Regions from separate parts of the Zea mays genome. Here region 1 is linked to region 2. A link is a contact called in public Hi-C data. All regions are on one chromosome and are shown on one strand. The core of a region is the stretch at or near the end of the contact, and the rest is flanking DNA. Distances in the headings are between cores, read along the strand shown. Region 1 holds the start of LOC109943420. Region 2 holds the start of LOC103634826 (nuclear pore complex protein NUP93A).

The links. A called contact is a pair of places that touch in the nucleus more often than the background predicts.
Region 1: a Hi-C map of bundle sheath shows a contact between it and region 2, with 4 times the contacts expected there. The contact joins the promoter of LOC109943420 here to the promoter of LOC103634826 in region 2. A contact is called at or near these places in 5 of 25 Hi-C or Micro-C datasets (bundle sheath, ear, endosperm and 2 more).

Annotation. Positions count from the first base shown.
Region 1 is chr1:60,244,097-60,250,283 of Zm-B73-REFERENCE-NAM-5.0, reverse strand. It overlaps LOC109943420, which reads right to left and starts at 2,575. Exons shown (of 2, transcript XM_020546377.3): 1 at 2,497-2,575; 2 at 1,888-2,366. The coding sequence starts at 2,558. The coding sequence ends at 2,240. LOC100282475 (tubby protein) reads left to right here and starts at 1,727. Exons shown (of 8, transcript NM_001412139.1): 1 at 1,727-1,860; 2 at 1,945-2,366; 3 at 2,497-2,952. The coding sequence starts at 2,614.
Region 2 is chr1:59,719,587-59,726,742 of Zm-B73-REFERENCE-NAM-5.0, reverse strand. It overlaps LOC103634826 (nuclear pore complex protein NUP93A), which reads left to right and starts at 4,851. Exons shown (of 15, transcript NM_001360139.1): 1 at 4,851-5,066; 2 at 5,183-5,274; 3 at 5,408-5,474; 4 at 7,123-7,156. The coding sequence starts at 4,935. LOC100281653 reads left to right here. Exons shown (of 7, transcript NM_001154572.2): 4 at 476-703; 5 at 1,229-1,329; 6 at 2,618-2,735; 7 at 3,101-3,659. The coding sequence ends at 3,382.

The DNA of each region.
Region 1 (6,187 bases), core at 1,326-3,825, 530 kb before region 2:
ACTGTTTGAAAAGTGAAGTTTACATTAGTGGGTGATAAGGGGATCTGCCGAGGACACATCGTTCTCCGACCCACTTCCTGTTGTTTAGTTGTTTACCCCGCTAATTAAAGCACAACTAACGTAGCTTCAGGCATTCGATAACAGTGAAATTAGACCTAAACATATATCTGGGAAAGATAACGTAGCCCGTAGTGGTTCTCATCTAAATGACCAGTAACCCTAAAGATATAACTGCCAACCCTAGTACATCATCATTCATCAAGTGTGATGCAGGGCGACTGACAGCAACCTCTCAACACCCGACTTTTTGTATGAGTACTTCTTCCGTCCTCCGTCCTAAAATGATTATTCTCCTGTAACGATGATTGCTGTTTTAGAAATGAATATAAACTGTTTGTCCGGAATCATTCTAGAAAGAACAACTTTGTTTTTTTTAATGGACGCATGTCAGCAACAGTTTCCTCACCCTTTCACAAAGGACTGGTCCCACAAAGATCAAATTCTTTCTAAGTTTCTTTTCTTACGCTGAAAGGTTGTCTCGGCAAGCATTTTTTTATCTTAAACTTTACTCTATAAATATTATAGTTTATAAAGCGAAGCAATGTTCTGCATGACTATAGACATGTTCTGCTGAACGCAATATTAGGAAGAAGAGAACGGACACTCTGCAAACTCTATTTAAGTGGGGTATTTGGTTTTCTCTGACTAAAGTTTAATCTGAATTTTGAATACCTGTTTTGAATACCAATTAGAAGGACTAAACATATCCTAATCATAAAACTGATTGCATAGGTCATGTCTAATTTTCTAGGCGAATCTGTTAAGTCTAACTAATCCATGAGCAACATGTTTTTAATTAATCATTGGTTGGTTAGGCTTAGTGGATTCATCTCACGAATTAGCGATGACTTATGTAATTAGTTTCATAATTAGGGGGTGTTTGAATGCCCTAGATATAATATTTAGTGGCTAAAATTAGCTAGAGACATCCAAACCCCCTAGCTATTAGCTATTTTTAGTAAATTAGCTACTAGTTAGCTAACTAATTCTATTAGTATATTTTAGCTAACTAATTATTAGCTCTAGTGTATTCAAACACTCCCTTAGTGTATGTTTGGTCTTTCTAATTGGCATCAAAACTTGGACCAAACTAAAACTCACAAATTAGCCATGACTTATATAATTAGTTTCATAACTAGCGTGTGATGGAGATGATTCATTTCCTGGCCTGGCCTTGCTGACAAAGGTATTTGGTGAGTGTGACGGTGACATCGGACAGCGTGTCACGCATGCCAAACAGCCAAATTATATTCATCCGTCTGTCCTTTGCTACTCCTACTTCCCTTTACTTTTAGGCGAGGGCAATCAGCTGCAACCATGCGCACACATTTATTAGTATGCTAATGGGCAATTAATTTATTGGATGTGATCATGTGAAGAAACGGAGAAATTTGCTATTTTGCCACTCTCAATTTTGGCTAACTGTTATTATGCCATCCCGTGTCTATGACTGGTGTGACCGTCTGTGTCTATGATTTGTGGGTCCGATGGCATACTGGCGAAGCCCACAAATGATAATGGCAAAATTGCCAATGGCTGGTGGGGAGCTAGAATGGATGGGGTCGGTAGGTAGTACATGGATGCCCACCCAGGCACCCATCATTTTCAGCTGCCGAGACGCGAGACCCAGACAAAAGCAGCCAGCGGAAAAGAGGGGAACCCTCTCATCCCATCCCACCAGTTCCCCAATTCCATTTCTCCATCCATGACAGCTCGCCATTTCCCCACCTGTTCCTACGCTACCGCCACCTAAAAAAAATTCCAGGCACCTAGTGCTTCCCATTCCAATCTTGCTCAAAGGTGACTCCTTTCTGTTCCTTTTGTTGCAATTCTTGCTTCTTCTCTTCTCCACAAACCAAGAATCTCTTCACCGGTTATTCGCAGGTCATTTCATTTCGGCCGGTGCCTATTTTAGGCCGATTGGAGGGAAGGCTGGTCTGTGTTTTATTTTCCTGCTGCGAGCGCTTTCTTGGGCGAGTTGAATTTGGGCGCCTCTTGCTCCAGGCAGTATTTTATCGAGCTAGAGTCTGGTACCCGGTGATTCTTGCTTGGTCCAGGCGCCAAGGCGAGGAATTGGGCCTAGCTCCAGCTCAAATCTGTGCCTTGTTGCAGACAGAAGGATTTCTGCATGGGCGAGTTGAATTTGGGCGCCTCTTGCTCCAGGCAGTATTTTATCGAGCTAGAGTCTGGTACCCGGTGATTCTTGCTTGGTCCAGGCGCCAAGGCGAGGAATTGGGCCTAGCTCCAGCTCAAATCTGTGCCTTGTTGCAGACAGAAGGATTTCTGCATGGGCGACCATAACTAAGGTTGGTTCATCTACTCTGTGTGGTGAATCTTATATACCTGCATGGTTCGCCCCTGCTTTACTTTCTGGAGATTTATTCGGAATGTTGACGACATGTATGTGACTAGATTTGCTATTGTTGCTGCTCATAGATGTGAGATTTGGTGGCGTCAGCTCGGCTGGTGGGTGATTCTCGGTGCGTACACAGACACATCCCTGGAGCCTGGAGGCTTGAGCTGATTTGGCGAGGAGGACAGTGCAGGAGAGAGATGTCTTTCAGGAGCCTGATTCAGGACATGAAGGACGAGTTCGGGAGCATCTCGCGGCATAGCCTGCGGTCCCGGTCTCACCGCTCCGCCGGGAACGCGGCGCGGGCGGCGGCCGCGGGACCGTCGGAGGCGATGGATCAGAGCTGCTGGTCGCAGCTGCCCCCCGAGCTCCTGCGGGAGGTGCTGGTGAGGATCGAGGCATCGGAGAGCTGGTGGCCAGCGCGCAAGAACGTGGTGTCAGGCGCCGGCGTCTGCCGGACCTGGAGGGGCATCATGAAGGAGGCCGTGCGCGTCCCGGAGGTGTCAGGGAAGCTCACGTTCCCCATCTCACTTAAGCAGGTTTGTGCTCTTCGGTCATCCTCGTTGTACAAATAGTTCTATTACCATCTTGATTCCTGATGATGCTTACTGCTTACGAAGTTAGGGCGATAGGCTCGGTGGTCGTACTCACTTAGACTGCTTCTAACCCTGGTAGCTACGGCGACGGCTATTATGCAATCAGGCTTTACGTGCAAGCCTCCTGGTCCGTTGGATCATATGGCCCAATCATAGATATAACTATGATTTGTTAGAGAGTTTTTTTTGTATAAATCTATGCGAGTTGATGGTGGAAGGGTTAAAGTGTTAAATACGACATATGATTGGATCATGATCTAACGGACCAGGAGACTCGCTTGCATCATGATCTAACGGACCAGGAGGCTCGCTTGCACGCTTGCAACTGGTGGTCGTTACTGACTGGTCCGACTCCAACGCTAATCGGTTCGGTTAGCCAGTCAGTAGACCTGCCGACCGGTCGATTTAATTGGTACTGACCGCGTTGAAGCCGGACCGGTCGATACCGACCTCTGCGTTGGAGGCTCTGATCGCTACCGACTCAAACTGGTCAATAACGATCGCCTTTAGCCATATATCGTGTTCTGGTTGGTTCACTTTTGACCGTTTGAAGTCCAAAAAATAAAAAATCTAAAAATCGCTAGAATTCGGCTTATAATTAGAGGTAGTGTGTTTGAGTTCATTCATACCCCTACCCTCTATTTCGTTCATCCTTCTTCATATTGTAGCTTTCCACTCCCTATTTGAGTATGGATCTAACGAATTTTCAAACCTTCACCGACTTGATCAACGAACAATCTCCATAACTTTCTGACGCCCCTGGTAGCGTGGATAGCCTTTCTCCTGTACATCGTCGATGGGAGGATGTTTTGCCCATCCCCGTTCCCTTACTCCACAACATCTGTTTCATACTCATATCCTTCCCCTATGTAATTATAACAGCTTAGCACAAGCAATCAAGAATAAGCTTGTCGCCGTTTCCTGCAAGTTAACTCTTATTACTGGTATTATACACTTTAATCGTCTTATTAAGGATTTGTTTTTTGAACATCAATTAAGGACTTGTTTGGCATGAGGAGTCAAAGCACTTGAAAAGGAGCCACAAATGGCAGCTCCTCCTTCAATCCCAAAAATAGCTTCGACTCCTCTACCATTCACTCAAAATGGGATCCTCCTCTTAAAGTGTTTGATATGGTTCCTCTGCATAAGCTACTGCCAGAGGGAGCCGGAGCCATGCCAAAGAATCACTAAAAGATTAGATTTCTAGGCCCCTTGCGCTTGCTTGATCTCTTAGGATTAGATTGTGCCTCCCTTAGAGAAACTCCAAGAGCATAGTTAAATTTGGATCTCTAAATTGGCTCTCTAAAATAATATATACTCTTAAAATAGATACAGTCCGCAGCATCATTACTATAAATCAGGTTTTCATTTTTCAAAGCCACCACATCATTACTATTTTACTAATTTTGGTTGGATGGGATCCATGGTGGGTTTTAGGCTTTTCAAAATGTGTGTTGGTAGCTGGTAGGGTGTGTACAAACATGGCGCTTCGCAATAATGCCATCCCAAACAATTGTTTCGCAGAAACGGAACTACAAACACCTTCTAATTGATTATACTACCATTTGGCGTATATTCTTTCTTTTATAAATCATCTCTATGTATTTTCTGCCTGATGAGACAGATTTTCCCATCTACATGCTATCGTGTTTACGTCTAATACACCTGTTCTCGTTCGTCTCCTGTGCACGTCATCCCATTGTTCCGGCCAAGAGAACTACGTGATGCATACATCTTCAGGTTTTGGCCAAGAGAACTACGTGATGCATACATTGTTCTATAGCCCAATTCAATGTACAAGAAATTCAAGCGGAAGATGCCGGGGCTGGGCCGCTTCTCCATACTGGAGATCGTCCTTTATGGCATTGCTTCCTGAAGATGGATGGCGGGCCTCAGCTCAATAGCAGGAACTCATGGTCGTGGCACCACCCAGCCTGCAGCAGCAGCAGCAGCGCCGGTTTGCAGCCCACTCGGTCCATGGCCTCTGTTGGAATCTGGGACACTCTCAAACACGAAGAGCCGAGTTTATTCCTAACAGCCTCGGCTGCCGCGGCGCGGACGTTGACCAGGTGCGAGCTTGTGGGGCGGGGCAACCAACCGACCCTGCCAGGAAGTTGAGATGCGCGTCTTGGTGCCCGGCTGCTGGATCTCCCTAACCGCCGCTCATGAGAGCCGCTGCCGTCGAAGCCAAACATGCTTGCCCAACTAGTACTTCTCTGCTTGTTTGTTGCGTGAGGGGGAAAAGTGTCTCCTAGACCATAAATACATGGGGAGATGAATTAGAAAAACAAAGCAAATATGGAAATGGCAGGTTAATCCATAGTAGATGTTTGTAGTCCTGTTTCTACGGAACAAATATTTGGATGCCATTACTGCGAAGTGCTATGTTTGTAGTTCAAAAAATACAATTGTCTCACCTGACATGCCTGTGTTATAGATGCTTTTGTGGGCCGCCAATTCACAAGGCGCAGAAATAGGAAAGAGGAGATAAGTCAGGAATAGTTTCTGTTTTATCAGTTCCTAAATAATAGGTTAGTTCCTTTTTATGTGGCTAAATAGTAGCAGTTCCTAAATAATAGGTTAGTTCCTTTTTATGTGGCTAAATAGTAGCAGTAGATATGTCTATCCTGAGACCGCCTATGGCTATAAAGGCGGCTGGGCATCAGCTGTAATAATCAACCAGGAATAAGATCTCCCTTTTGTTAGGGCGAGATCACCTGGGATCATCCTGGCCAGGCACGACGCCGGCGCAGGAGATCTGGGTGATCAGCGCCCTCTTCTTCCATACACCTTACGCCACTCCAATCTCCCTCTCCACTCCCCATTGAAGGACACCAGGAAACCAAGGTTACGGACTCACCAGCGAGGAGTCGGTAACAATTTGGTATCAGAATTATTTAGTTTCTGGTCCGAGCTTTTTCACCTTGCTGGGGTCAAGTTGTTACTTAGTTCCGCGTTTCACCCCCAGACCGATGGACAGTCGGAAGTGGTTAACAGAATTATTGTGATGTACTTACGCTGCTTGGCAGGTGATCGGCCAAAAACTTGGTTACAATGGCTTCCATGGGCTGAATTTTGTTACAATACGTCATACCAGACTGTGGTCAAGTGCACTCCATTCAGGATTGTATATGGCCGGGACCCTCCAACAATGCTTTCTTATACACCTGGGACAGCC
Region 2 (7,156 bases), core at 3,602-6,101:
ACCGTTGTTCATCATAGTTCTGTGACTTGTGAGGAGGACTGAGAAGAAACCAGAGGAGAAAGATTTCTCCTTTTTATTATTTTGTGTGTTTCTTTATTAAACATTTCTGTAGTCTCTGCTGTATAACAAGTCACTCCAACTGCATCATGCCAGCATAGAAAATGTCTGTCCAGCCAGCAACATCTCTTGTGAAAAGTTTATCTTCCTTGAAATTCTGATTAAGTCGCCACATGTTTCAGCACTCATTTCCATGCTTTCTGACCGATTTTTTTTTTTTTTTGAAAATTTCCATTTTTGCATCATTTTGCATTCAGCCTTCTGCATCTGAGTCAATTATGACCCGTTGCACTGTTTGTGCAATTTAATGTTGCTGTACTGTTTGTGCACTTAATGTTGTCCATACCATCCAACTGATGACTAGCAACTGCTTTTATCTTTCATATTTCATTGGTCTAGTCATGTCTGCCCCTTTTAGGTGGAGCAGATGCATAAAATTTTTAAGTTATGTGGCTCCCCGACAGAAGAATATTGGAAAAAGTCCAAGCTACCTGGTGCTACAATATTTAAGACTCAGCTGCCATACAAAAGGCGAATAAGAGAGACATTTGAGGATTTTCCACAATCAGCGCTGCAGTTGATCGAGATACTACTTGCAATTAATCCAGCAGATCGGTTAACAGCGACTTCTGCATTAAGAAGCGATGTAAGTTGGTTACCATTTCTCCCTATTTTATCCCCAATTGATGGCACAAAAAAATTTAAATTCTTTATTTGTGTTAAAGTCATCACTAACTTACATGAACACAATACTTAATATCTAACAATTTAATGATGATATTTCTTTTGATGGCACATAATGATATATCCACTGTTCAAAATTTAAGCTCAATACCTGAACTTACATGCATCCTAGCCACTGTAAACATGCTGACTTTGTATTGCATATCCAAAGAACAACTCAATTTGGTTTTATGCAATATGAGGAAATTTAGACCATGGTTCTCAATTTCCCATGATTCCATTGGGACTAAAGAATCATACAGTTAATTCCAGAAAAAAACATAATACTGCATGAATCTAGGCTAGCAGAGAATTTAGGGGTTTCTAGCGCCTAATATGATAGCATTATAGCACCCAGATTCCCATCTTTGTCACACATTTGGTTTTTGTAGCATATTTTTTTTGGTATTGTGTATTCATGCCTTCTGTTTACTTTCTATGGATGCAGTTCTTTACAACTGAACCTTTTGCATGTGAACCATCGAGTCTTCCAAAATATCCTCCAAGCAAAGAAATAGATGTGAAAAGAAGAGACGAAGAAGCCAGACGGTTTGTCACCTTGCCACTTATTTCATTACTTAGGATGATCCAGTGTCATAAACTTATCTACTTTGAGTTTGCAGTAACAAACTTGTTGATCTATAAATGCATGCTATGAGCGTAGCCACTGTTGCCTATAATTGTGTTTAGTGGGGTAACACTGCTATCCTTACACACACAAAAGAAAAAAAAACACAAATGAGCGAGGTCAATTAGATTTTATGAACATTTCCTATTCTATCTTCTGTTTTTTTGTGGCCTGAAACCACAATCGTTCCATCTAGATTTGCCTCAGTAACATGGAAAATATGCAAATTTTACAGTATTGATATTTTAAATTGTTGGTATAAGATATTTCTGTCAAATAATTCCTTAGTATGATAATGTAGGGTTCCATGCTTAGTGAGTGAGTGCTTACTGGCAGCAAGAAAAAGACGTGAGTGCACATCATTAGAAGGTTTTGTGAACACTAGCTTTGGCTAGTATCTGGAAAGAACAAACATGTTATTAACCTATTAGATATTGGGTCTTTGGATGTACATCTGGAAGAGTTCCAGGTACTCACTACTCACCACGAGTCATTAACATTGATACAGAAGTTGGACAACAGCACTGTCATGATTTAGTAAATGTAAAATGGCATTTTGTCCTCCTTTGAGCTCCTGTTAAACACGAGTGCTAAATAGTGAGCTACTTAAATTGACCCAGAACTTTTGTGGTATTTTAATGTTAATACCTATGCCCTTTGTAAGTTGAAAAAAGGGGGAAAATGAGAGAATGACGAAAGAGCCTCATGACGTGCTGGTTTTACGCTTCCATTATACTATACAAAAGCAAAAAACATTTCTTCTCTCAAAAAACCATTTTAGTTAGCCACTGGTCAAACTTCGTGTGCTAAAATCTCCAGGATTTCTGTAATTTGTTGAGTATGCTTTGTAGACCTCATAGTTGAGTCAAAGGACAAGTACTGTCTCATTTTTCTGATTGATTTTTTTCACTGATTGCATGTCCTCATATCTGCAACTAGTCAGATATCCTAGTGGTCTCATGCCAGTTCAATTGATTGCTTCTTATGCACTATCAGTAGTGGGCCCAGCGTTTGATCATAGCTTGGGCAAAACACATTGAGCCAATTAAATCATGTACTTTAGCACCTGATGCAAATCATGCCATACAAACATAACTACATAAGGATCCAGTGGCATCACAGCCGAGCAGGTGCCCAGGGTCGTCGGCTCCTGTGTCCGCCACTGCACACTATCATGATGCTACCTGACTTGTCTACCATGTTCAACAGTTTAAGGGCTACTGGTGGTAGAGCTAACGGTGATGGAGCCAAGAAGACGAGAGCACGTGATCGACCTAAGGCAGTTCCAGCTCCAGAGGCAAATGCTGAACTTCAAGTAAATATCGATGTACGTTGAATGAAATTTTTACTTCCGGTGCACAATTTGTTACTGTAAGCTGTTTTGTAGAGGCTAATAAGATAAGCTTAGGATAGAGCTGTTCAACATTCTTTGTTTTTTAGAGGCTAATAGATAAGCTTAGGATAGAGCTGTTCAATGTTCTGACGTGGTGCAACCACTTGCTTTGTCTCAGATCTTTCAGTCTTTCACATAAACTCTACATTTTGTAAATTACATCCTACATCCAAGTAGACTTCAGGATAGGTCCTCTGTTTCTTATCGGCCATGGTCCAAAAGGAAGCCCATACTATCATAAAACAAACTTTGCAGTATCACTGACTTGTGCTTATCCTTTTTTTTTTGTCTTACCACAGAAACGAAGGTTCGTCACTCATGCAGCTAAGAGCAAGAGCGAAAAGTTCCCTCCCCCACATCAAGATGGTGCGGTTGGTGTCCCTTTGGACACTTCAAATCATATGGACCCACTATATGAGCCTCCAGACCCGTCTTCCTTCAGCACTGTGTTCACGCACGAGAAAGGCGCTGTGCCTACTTGGTCCGGACCATTGGTTGATCCTGCTGCAGTGGTGAACCAAAAGCGGAAGCACAAGTTTGGGCGCTCATCGAAACAACCGGCCACTGCCCGTGCTCGGTAAGATCCTAAGGATCAATATTTACAGGTAAAAAAAAGGAGACTTCAACATGGGGGAAATGCTCCATGCAGCTGTTTTGCAAACGAAAAATGCAATGATAATGTATTTTGTTGGTTACCTGTTGTCATGTGAGTGATTTTTTTTCTAGACATCATGTATAGGCTGGGGAGGGAGTTGAAGTAGTTAGTTCTGTATATTAGGTTTTCTTTCCTGCTCTTTAAGCAGCTGCGTTTGATGTTAGATTTATTTGAATGGAAGCTTAGATCTCTAGCGTTTCACTACACCCCTTTCCATTGTAACAGTCTGTTGCCTGCATAATCAGTTATCAATTCAACGCAAATTTTCAATCGGATGTTTTGGTGAAAAGTTGGTGGATTCATGAACCATGACATGTATCACATTGTAAGCTGGAGTAATATTCCTAAAATTTCTGAATTTGTATTGTTGATAGAGAGATTGAATCTGTGTGGAGCTTTGGTGACTCAAACCTCCTCATGACTACAGAAGGTCTGTTTTCGATCAATTGAATTGTACACGGAAGAATATAGAGGGGTAATACTATCTCCAACAGCTTTCCTATCTTATTCTCTATTTCAAACTTTACTTTACGAACAGTGTTAAACAGTGTCATCTATACCGCGTCCTCTATTTTATATGGTCTATCAAAGGCAGCCAAATATTCTGAAATTAGAGGGGAAAAAGAGAACATATCTTGTGATCAAAGGGGTAATAATGCTTACGTGCATATTTTAAATATGAAATGATCATCTTGAATCTAATAACACTGCTACTTTTATGAAAATCCCATCACGCCATAAGAGAGAGGTGGACGGGACTCTTTATAAAATTGCTAATGTTGTTAGATGCAAGATAAACGTCGCAAAATTAAAATACCCTGTTTTAGACAGTAGTACTGTTTGAGACGATTATAGAAACTAGATCCTAGAAAAATAGTGTTAGAAGGTATTTTAGATTGCATTCCGTAGGTCTCAAAATAAATGCTCATCTTGTATGTCAAGAGATCAAGACTCACAATAAATGCTCATGTTGTATTTCAACAAGTCAATTAATCTTGATTTTAACTAAGTATATAAAAATATTTATATTTACAATATTAAATAAATATTATTACATTAATCACGTCGTATGTTTTGTATAGTAAATTTTGTTTAGAGATACAAATGTTTATGGTTTTTATAAATTTAAGGCTGATCGTCTCCACAAAGTTTGAGATAAACAGTGGACAGAGGAAGCACTGTTCAAGAGTCAGGAACAAAGGTAACGACAATTTGCTCCAAATCCTCGAATCTAAACCCGGGCTAAAATGGGCCTTCGCTAGGCACGTTGTACGGCTATTAGACTCAAGCCCAAAAGTTCAACTCCACAGCCCAGGATGGCTACAGGCGATGCGCGTGATTCAAGCCCCAGCCCAGCAACCATTTCAGCAGAACGCTCCACCGCTTCTCCGAAAAGGCAAAAACCCCACAGCTCGAGCGCCGCGCCGGAAGCCTGCGCCCCCGAAACCACGAGCGTAAACCCTCCTAGTCCGGCGGTGATGGCCGGCGTCGGTGGCAGCGGCGGTGGAGGTGGGGACGACGCGGAGATGGGCGGTTGGACGGGGCTTCTCCACTCCTCCACGAAGCTCCTCGAGCAGGCGGCGCCAACCCCGCACTTCCCTCCCCTTCAGGTGCGCGCCCGACGCCGTTCTCGTTTCCTTCCGCGCGGCTTCTCTCCCTTCCTCGCCGCCAACGCCGGCTACACTTATTCCTGCTGCCTCTAACGGGTTCGTTTCTGCTGCTCCAGAGGAATCTGGACCAGCTCGAGGCGCTCTCCACCAAGCTCAAGGCCAAGACCATCCGCTCTGAGGCTCCGTCACAGTCGCTCTCCGCCACCAGGTAGATAAATATCCGGAACCCACTTGATTAGCCTGGGATCCTTTCTGTGCATTGCCTTCTCTATTTTGCCTGAATTACAAGTGCCGCTTCTATAAGTCTGTGAGGACTTAGGGTTTGGGCTGCACTTCTGCAGATTGTTAGCACGCGAGGGGATCAATGCTGAGCAGCTCGCCAGGGACCTCAAGTCATTCGAACTCAAGGTAACGGATGAGCCGGAAATAGTGCATTTGGCACCACATTTCGTTTAGTGATATGACTAGTTTCAGTAGTGTTAAAAATATTTTTTGAGGTAAAGAGGTGTTAAAAGGTCGAGCAATTGATTTGGTTTAATAGAGTATTACTATTTAGGTTTATTTGAAAAAATAATAGGATATGGATTTTACAGAAGCATTGCCATGATTTACATGACTATCTAGTTGTACTGGAAGCTGCTTCCTAGTTCCTAGGATCCCCCTTAAACACTAGTACTCTTTATACATGGTGCTATAACATAAGAAAACACAAGAAATGGACCGAAAAGACAGTTTGCGACTTGCGAGTATTATAAGGACGTAAATTTGGCTGGCATGCACACCCAAGGTCTTAAGAGAATAATATTCGGGGGTTTGTTGACACAAGTTTTCTAAAGGAGTTGAATAATCAAGCAGCTTAGTAGGTTTGCGGTTTATAAGATATGCAGTGGCAACAAAAGCTTCATTCTAGAACTTTAGAGGCATAGATGCATACACAAGCAAAGATAGGCCAACCTTAACTATATGACAATGTTTTATCTCAGTAGGACCTTAACTACATGACACTAGATGTGTTATGCCCATTTTGGTGAAAAACGAGTTCAGATGTTGATACTCGCCTCCCTAATTAGTTTGGATTGGACAACAATTATTTTGGTGTTGAAGTGATGCTCAACCATATTCTGAAACACAACAAATTTTTTGAAGACTTCAGACTTGAATTTGAGCATGCAGACCTAGGTAAACTTGCTAAAATCATCTATAAAATTGACATAATTTTTTCGATCAGCTGAATCAGGAGCAGGTCACTATACATCAGAGAACACAAGTTCATGAGGTTTAAATGAAACACTGTTGATATAGAATATGAGAGCTGATGACTCTTTGCCTGTCGATAGGTATTATAGACCAACTCTTTAACTCACTAGAACAAGAAATTTTATTTTGACTGACTAATTTTTGAACAATCTAAAAGGATAAATGACCAAAGCAACTATGCACCGGCGAGGGGACATCTTGATGGCGCCAAGATCCCCTCATTGGAGGCTTGGTAAGGGATAGAGACCATCTTCATATCTAACGCAAAGTAGAACCTTCCTCGTGCTCAGATCCTTAATCAGAAAATGATAAGAAAAATATTCAAGTGTGACATAGTTGTCTTTAAAAAATGATGGACATAAATTAGATTCTTTGTAGCATGAGGAACATGCAAAACATTATTGAGATGCAAGGTTTTCACAGGGGTGTTAAAAAAACATGACCAATGTTGTTAATGTTCATACCTGCCCCGCTGGATGTGATGATCTGATCTATGCCCTTGTACTTGTTCTAGACCGTCAGCTTGTTTAGATCAGACATGATGTGATCAGTCGTAGCCGTGTCGAGGTACCAGTTGATGCCGACACCATAGCCATGAGTGGACGCAGCAGTAGTCTTGGTGTTGGAGGAGTAGCTTTCATTGAAGCGGTACCAGCGATTTAGGGCAACATGCCCTACTTTGCCACAGACTTGACAGATCTTGTCAGCGCGCCGGGCTTGTGGTTATCCATTAGAGAAGGGAATGACACACAACTAATGTATGTGAATCTTATCTGGCCAAAATTTTGATGTTTTGCAGACTACCTTTGAGGATGTTTTTCCATCTGAAGCAA